2 separate regions of the Danio rerio genome follow, and region 1 is linked to region 2. The links are chromatin contacts, called in public HiChIP or PLAC-seq maps. All regions are on one chromosome and are shown on one strand. Each heading gives the region's core, a stretch centred on a gene start, on an enhancer-like site or on the middle of the called end of the contact. The rest is flanking DNA. Distances are from core to core; before and after follow the strand shown.

The links. HiChIP or PLAC-seq counts read pairs in DNA pulled down with a chosen protein or histone mark.
Region 1: a contact with region 2 is called in an H3K4me3 HiChIP or PLAC-seq map of embryo, with 3 times the contacts expected there. The contact joins the promoter of g6pc3 here to the promoter of col1a1b in region 2. A contact is called at or near these places in 2 of 4 datasets of contacts at active chromatin or transcription factors (embryo and gastrula embryo).

What each region holds. Positions count from the first base shown.
Region 1 is chr12:3,752,104-3,756,457 of GRCz12tu, forward strand. g6pc3 (glucose-6-phosphatase catalytic subunit 3) reads left to right here and starts at 1,685. Exons shown (of 7, transcript NM_001080066.1): 1 at 1,685-2,005. The coding sequence starts at 1,788.
Region 2 is chr12:3,519,335-3,523,334 of GRCz12tu, forward strand. It overlaps col1a1b (collagen, type I, alpha 1b), which reads right to left and starts at 2,380. Exons shown (of 51, transcript NM_201478.1): 1 at 2,207-2,380; 2 at 952-1,140; 3 at 368-411; 4 at 191-217. The coding sequence starts at 2,288.

The DNA.
Region 1 (4,354 bases), core at 435-2,934, 230 kb after region 2:
CATAAATTCATTTAGAATAATAAAAAAATAAATACACAAATATCATTAATAAATTTGTAAATAAATCCATAAATTCATTTAGAATAATAAAAAATAAATACACAAATATCATTAATAAATTTGTAAATAAATCCATAAATAATGCATGACTAATAAATAAATATGCAATTATCATTCATAAATGAGTAAATATTTCCCAGAGATGGGTTGCGGCTGGAAGGGCATCCGCTGCGTAAAAACGTGCTGGACAAGTTGGCGGTTCATTCCGCTGTGGCGACCCGGGATTAATAAAGGCACTAAACCAAAAAGAAAATGAATGAATGAATGAATGAATGAATGAAATGAGTAAATAAAGGCATACATTCCTGTATAAACAAAACAATAAATAAAATAAAAATGCAAATAAATGTAAATAAAAATTCACAAATTTCTGCATAAATAAAATATACAAATAATTAATAGTGCGGGTATGGAGGATGAAACCTGCAGAAACAATAAATCAATACACCAACATAATTAATAAATGAATATAAATCCACAACTCCCTGCATAAATAAAATAAGAAATAAATAAATAAATAAATAAATAAATATGTTAATAAATTAATAAACGTATATAAAAAATTCACAAATTCCCTGCATAAATAAATATACAAATAATTAATAGTGCAGGTATGAAGGGCGAAACCTGCAAAACAAAAAATAAATATGCAAATATCTTTAATAAGTTAGTAAATAAATCCATAAATCCCTGCATAAATAAAAAATAAACACATAAATATGCATATAAATGTATTTAAATATTTACAAATTCCGGCTTAAATAAATAAACAAATAATTATAGTGCGGGTATGGAGGACAAAACCTTCAGGCTCTGAGCGAATTGAATGAAAAATAAGGCACTAAGCCCAAGGAAAATGAATAAATGAATGAATTCATATTGTTTCCCAGTACTGGGTTGCGACTTGAAGGGCATCCATTGCGTAAAATATATATAGTTGGCGGTTCATTCTGCTGTGGTGACCCCTGATAAATAAGGCACTAAGCCAAAGAAAAATTAAGGGCATTTAGTGCTTAAAACATATGCTGGAATAGTTGGTGGTTCATTCCACTGTGGCGACCTATGATAAATAAGGCACTAAGCTGAGGGAAAATTAACGAACTCAGGTCCTTTCCCACTTCTGGGTTTGTGGCTGGAAAAGCATCCATTGCGTAAAACATATGCTGGAATAGTTGGCGGTTCATTCCGCTGAGGCGACCCCTAATAAATAAGGCACTAAGCCAAAGAAAAATGAATGAATGAATGAATGGATTCAGGTCCTTTCCCAACACTTTCGTCTAGAAGGGCATGCACTGCTTAAAACATATGCTGGAATAATTGGCAGATCATTCTGCAGTGGCGACCCCTGATAAATAAGGCACTAAGCTGAGGGAAAATGAATAAATGAATGAATCCAGGTCTTTTCCTAGTACTGGGTTGCGGCTGGAAGGGCATCCATCGCGTAAAACATATGCTGGTATAGTTGGCTGTTCATTCCGCTGTAGTTACCGTTGATAAATAAAGCACTAAGCCAAAGGAAAATGAATGAATGACTGAACAATTCAGGTTCAGTTCCCGTCCTGATTTTAAAAAACGCGTTTAGCCAAAGATGTCCTGCTGCGGCTCCCGTATTAGCGGTAGATCTGCAAAACATGACACATCTGTCCATCTGACAGTTGATTCTCAGAGTCTGGAAGATGAAAAGTGGAAATTAATTTTATTCCTGGACGTTTATTGAACATCTTATAATGGAGAGCGTCTACCGGCAGGGCGTGTGGATGGCGGAAGCCCTTCAGCAGAAAAGCAGAAGTTTGGAGGATATGTGGCTCGTCGCTTCTCATATGGGAGACCCGAAAGCCGCGGTTCTGCTGGTTTTCCCCGTCGTGTTTTACATACATCGCCGGACAGGCATCGCTGTGCTCTGGGTAGCAGCTCTTTCAGAGTGGCTTAATCTGGTTCTTAAATGGTATGAGTAGTTTTCCACTATGGGATGTTGTGAAGTGAAATCGAAAACTGTGTCAGATAATGGAAACACTTCATAATAAGGTTGTATTAGTTAATGCTAGCTAGTTAATGAAGACACTGAACGATACTTTCATTGCAGTATTTATTCATTATTCACGTTAGTTAATGGAAAGTTGTCCATTGCTAGTTCATGTTAACTAATGTTAACAAGCATGACTTTTTTAGGATTTTAATAACACATTAGTAAATGATTAATAAATGCTGTACTAGTGTTTTATTTCATTATTATAGTATTATGTCTTTGTTTATGTATGATTAATAGCTGTTTTGTCACTAAATGTACTTTACCCGCTTGATTGCTCAAGAAAAAATGTCCTTAAGGAGACAAATAAAGGTAAAGATTGATTAATTAATATACAGTCAGGTCTGTAGCACACTTGAAATGAACTTTTTATCTGCTCATTATAATTGGGATAATGAGAAAATAACACACACCTAGCTATGAAACAGCTAAGAAGCCTACTGTCCCATTACTTTTGGTCCCTTAACAAGTGGGAGCCACACATTCCTACATCACTCACCTGACTTGGATGTAAGCACCTTCAAATTAAAGCTGAGTCTGCAGTTAAGGCACGTCTTGTTGTTTTTGTTTTAATTTTAAATACATTGTGCTGGTGTATAGAGCCAAAAATGCTAGAATTTTGTCGATGTCTCGATATTTATGGACCTGACTATATATATTAACTTATTGTAATAATACCTTGCTGTAAATTGTGACTCAAATGATTTATGTCTGCAGAGTAATCTAATATCATAAATACTACCACTACTAATAATTATTATTATTGTAATAATGTATATTTAAACAAAAGTGTGTAATTCATAAATATATTCAGATTAAATGATTTAAGAAAAAGTGATTAAACACGTCTCTTTCAAATTTCATAATAAAATCATGTAATTTATATATATAAAAAAAAAAAATAAATAAATATATATATATATATATATATATATATATATATATATATATATATATATATATATAAGTATATATAAATATATATATATATATATATATATATATATATATATATATATATATATATATATATATATATAAGTATATATAAATATAAATATATGTATTAAGAAATTCGTTATGATTGAAAGGGTTATTACAACAAATATAGATTTCATAACTCATTTGAAGTTAAAACACTGGTATTGTGTTTTCTAAAAATTAATATAAATGTCTATAGGTATATAAATAATCATTTTATATAAATATAAAATTTGTTGTTGTAAATGTGATACTTGCTAAAAATTGAATTAATCAACGTTTTCATCAAATATATGAATGTTTTTTTACTCTAAAAATTAAAGTTTAAAATAAAGTATGAGCTTAAATTAATTTAATAAAATAGGTTGTCTTTCAGTATTTTTATCATTAACTAAAACCAATCAATTTAATTTCTGTTTATTATCGAATACTAATAGATGCAGTACTTTTGTTTTAAGATATAACTCAAATTTACTGAAGAAAAAGAAACTTAAAGTATATATTTTAGCTATTTGTTGGGTGAAAAAACAAAACTGAAATACAAATTGATTCAAACTTATCAAAAACAAAAAGTAATAAGAAAAGACAAAACACAATCAAAAACGTTAAGAATAAAATGAAACTTTTTAAAAAAATTTTTAAGTATGATGCTAATGGTCTAATCTGATTCAATGATCTATGCTAAGCTAAGCTAAAAGTGCTCTGGTCAGACCGTGAGATTGGACGTGTAAAATTCGCCTATTTACAAAAAAAAGTGGAGCGCTCCTTTAAAAAACTATGAACTGAGTAAGAAATGAATGACAATACATGGTATATATATATATATTAAGGAATTTGTTATGATTGAAAGGGTTATTACATCAAATATAGATTTCATAACTCATTCGAAGTTAAAACACTGGTAAAGTGTTGTCTAAAAATTTATATAAATGTCTTTAGGCATATAAATGATCAAATTTGTTGTTGTAAATTTGATACTTGCTAAAAATTGAATTAATCGACGTTTTCATTAAATGAAGAAATGTTTTTTTACTCTAAAAATTAAAGTTTAAAATAAAGTATGAGCTTAAATTAATTTAATAAAATAGGTATTCAGTATTTTTATCATTAACTGAAACCAGTCAATTTAATTTCTGTTTATTATCGAATACTAATAAATGTAGTACTTTTGTTTTAAGATGTAACTAAAATTTACTGAAGAAAAAGAAACTTAAAGTAAATATTTTAGCTGTTTGTTGGGTGAAAAAACAAAACTGAATTACAAATTGATTCAAACTTATCAAAAAC
Region 2 (4,000 bases), core at 1,130-3,629:
ATGCTTAATAACTACCTTCAGTTTACCTCTAATATGAATACAAGCTTTTTAACACCTATGACATTTGTACTCTTGAAAACCCCATTGTGCATTTTTGTTTCATTTTATTACTAGTCTTCAAAACATAGTAGGAAAAAAACATTCATAATAAGCTGGTAAGTAGATTTTCAACAACAAAAAGTCTACTCACTGGGTCTCCTCTTGGGCCAGCAGGACCCTAAAGATGAAAAATGTGAAATATTTGCAATTTAGTGCAATTTAATTACCTTGGAGCAATTTGCAAATATAACATAAACATGTTTCAATGTGCTTAATGCACATTATTGTGATGCATTCATTTTTTATACGCAATAAAATTCACACTAACCACGGTATCAACATATGGAGGCTCAGGACCTGCAGTCTCTTCTTCTATGGAATAAATTAAACATATTTCAGAAATTAAATAAAACAGCTAATGTAAAGATAAACTAAAAAATAAAAAAGTATGTAGAAATAATAAATAAATAAATAAGCAAGTACTTTTAGCAATAACAATAGCAAAACAAAGCATCATTACTTTGTTTTGTGTGTAAATGAAGCTTAATATGCATTTACAAAACGAAACACACAAAATGTGTGTGTATATATATATATATATATATATATATATATATATATATATGAAAGCACATTGATGTGCAATGCATCATACACTGTTGTGAAAAACAGTGCAGAAAATGCATTATTAGTTGAAAAATAATAACAGCTACAAGCAAGAGCATCCTTAATCCCTCAGCTGCATGTAAAGGCATCAATGGTGAAAGAATCCAGTGAAGTATTAAAACTCCATAGGGCTCCAGCATGATGACAGGCCAATGACAGATATTTCCCAGAGCATGTGATTAAGCGTTTGCACACTTGAGGGCGGCAGAGCTAGCATGACCACAAGGTTGAAGGTGGAGGTAGTACCGTCGGGGCAGATGGGGCAGCATTCTCCATCGGGAATCTCTGGATTGGCACAGTCTGATGTATCCTCGCAGATCACCTCGTCGCACATGACCGTCCCGCTGTCGCAGACGCAGATTTGGCAGGGCTCGGGTTTCCATACATCCTTGTCGTTGTAATTCTGACCCTCCAATGTACAGCTACCGAATGAGACTGCAAGGACAAGAAGCATGAATTAGGACAGTGGAGGATAATCAATTGAACTGAAGGGTCCACAATAATATCTCAATTTGATTTTAAAAGATAATTGTAACCAAACAGGCAACTAAATATCACCCTCAGAGTGCTAAGTGAATAAAAAAGTCTCTAAAACATACAAATACAAACACCTCTAGGTTACATTTAGAAGGAAATATATGGTAAGTATAACACAAAAGCAACGATAATAGCATTACTCTTGCAAAATGCAGAGAGTGAACATTAGAGACCTTACTGTTTTAATTTAACTGTTAAAAATCTTTAAAATTAGGATAAAATAGTGTAATTGGGCGTGGTGCATTAGGGTGATGATGTTAAAGACAGGCCTTCATCATGTTTAAGACTATATAGTGTTAAAATCCACCGCTTGGTGGCGCTATTGACTGTTCAATGCACCGTCACGCCCCGAACACTCACAATTAATGAACTGGAAACTAAAGGGTTTTCCATATCAAATAAAAATCTTGTTTGTCATTTAGAAACGCGAAATTGTAAGTATATTGTTAAACCTTAACGGCTAAGCTAACCATGACAAAACCGTTTGTTTACAAGAGTAACGGCTGCATCTGTTCTATCACAAAAGCAGTGTAATCCACAGATAAGCGGGTTTATATCCTGTTTTCGATAGATTAATGTATGACAGAATACTGAGAAGCGTGAAAATGAGAAGATAAGTGATTTTAAAAGCCCTCTTCTCTTCTTTTCGTCGTCTTTTCCTTCAGCGCATCCTTCGCTCGAGGACATCACTCAGGCGCGCGTGCTCGCGCTTAACATGTAAGGGCACGCGCGCAGAAAACAAGCACGATGAAGAAACAACAACTCCGCAAGATGCACAAAGAAAGATTTCTAGAAGTTTTTAAAAAACGCTGGTGAGAATAAAAAGGTAGGGCTTTCCTCCTCAAGACATTCCCAAGAAAGTTTCAGAGTGCAGGTGAGCTGCAACATCTCCCCCTCCTCAGTACTCCAGTGTCCACTGTCAAGCATCTTTGGAGTTAAAAGCAGGAGTAAAAATCATACTCACTGTCATCCTCTCCTTGTCCTCTCACTGCAAGGACCACTGCGGCGAGCAGCAGCCCTAACCGGATATCCACAAAGCTGAACATGTCTAAATATTAGACATGTAGACTCTTTGAGGCTAGGGGAATCCTGTTTTGTCCTCACTCATACACGTAGGGTCCGGTCTGTGTAACTCCAATCCAGACCCTAGCAGAAACTCCCTACTGCCTAAACAAATGTTTGACCCTGGCTTTTATATGCCAAAGTTTTGGGGAGGTGCTGAGTGCGCAAGATATCTGCTACATGTTCAAGGCGAAGGGAGTCCCTCCTTCAGCCAAGACAAAGGGCCGCCTTAAAACATGTCAAACTATTCCTAGTCTTCATTACAACGTGGACATTTTGAAAACATGGAGACGTTTGTTAGGGATTCTGGATATCTTGCTCTTCTCTGAATGTCAGGATCTGGTGTGCTTCTTTTTGACTTGGACATGCAGCACCCTCTGTGAATATTTCATGGGCTTTTACTGATTTATTATGCTTACCAGATGACAAATTTGATTATTTCTTGGTTTTTTTGGTGAATTTGAGGGATGTTTAGATGTTCAGAAAATAGGGTTTACTCTTTCAAAATGTTCAGACATTAAATGTCTGCACAAACTTTACATGACTTTCTTTGCTGGATCAGAAACATGTACTGGAAAATGTGTGGAAAATGCACATCGACTTGTTTTGGACCCAGCTTTTCTTAAACATATCTTCTTTTGCAAACTCTATGTTTAAAATATGAGTAAATCACGACAAAATTTTGAACTTTCCCTTTAAAATATAAGCCTAAATAGACATTTCTAGTTGTATTAATGCGCTAAATCTTTTAAAAACTACATTTCCTCATTGTTCTGCTCCTGCAACAATCTTGGGCTATTAACAAAGATTTGTTATTTAAGCTTTCTTCAAGGATTAAACATCACTAAATCAAATAAAACATATCTTGTGCATGTGAAATGAACATAAACTAAAATAAAATACACAAATAAGGCATCATTGAGTAGCTTTAAGCTTAAGTATATTAAATACAACTAATAAAATTGACAAATACACAACTAAATTACTTGAAATATGATTTAAAAATAGAAAAACTAACATATTCACACTCAAAAAATGTCATTTTCTCAAATTTCTAATATAAAAGGAGCTGAAACAACACAATTCTTGAGTTTTTTTGGTGGAACAACTTAACTGTTTTCTGTTCAATCCACTTAAATTTGTAAAAACTAATAAGCTAGCTTAATTCCTTCATGTTTTCCCAACACAAATCGATTGTGTGGAACTCAGCATTAAAAATCAATGATAATAAAGTAGTACTGCTTCATGCACAGTCATCCTTACAGTACATGCAGCGCAGAGATATGAAATAAGTAAGTGTTCGATGTTATAATGACAGATAGAAAAACATGACATGAATATTTGTGCAAATGTCCATTGCATGCCTGAACATATAGGCAAAGCTGTGCGCCATTAGCTTCTTCATATGCAACATGTTAAGCAGAGACAAACAGAGAGAGAGAGAGAGAGAGAGAGAGAGAGAGAGAGAGAGAGAGAGACAGAAGAACATCTGGCATTATATCAAACCATGCTCATTGCTCTGTGGACACGTTGCAACTTCAAGAGCCATGGCCCTGTCTGACCTCCTTTCTCACATCTTTACGTCTAAACATGTATTACTTGTTCACGACTGCATTACAAAAATGAATCAGGAATGCTAAATTTAAGATGTAAAAAAAAATTGCGCATGAAAATAACGTGTGGATTGAACTGAACT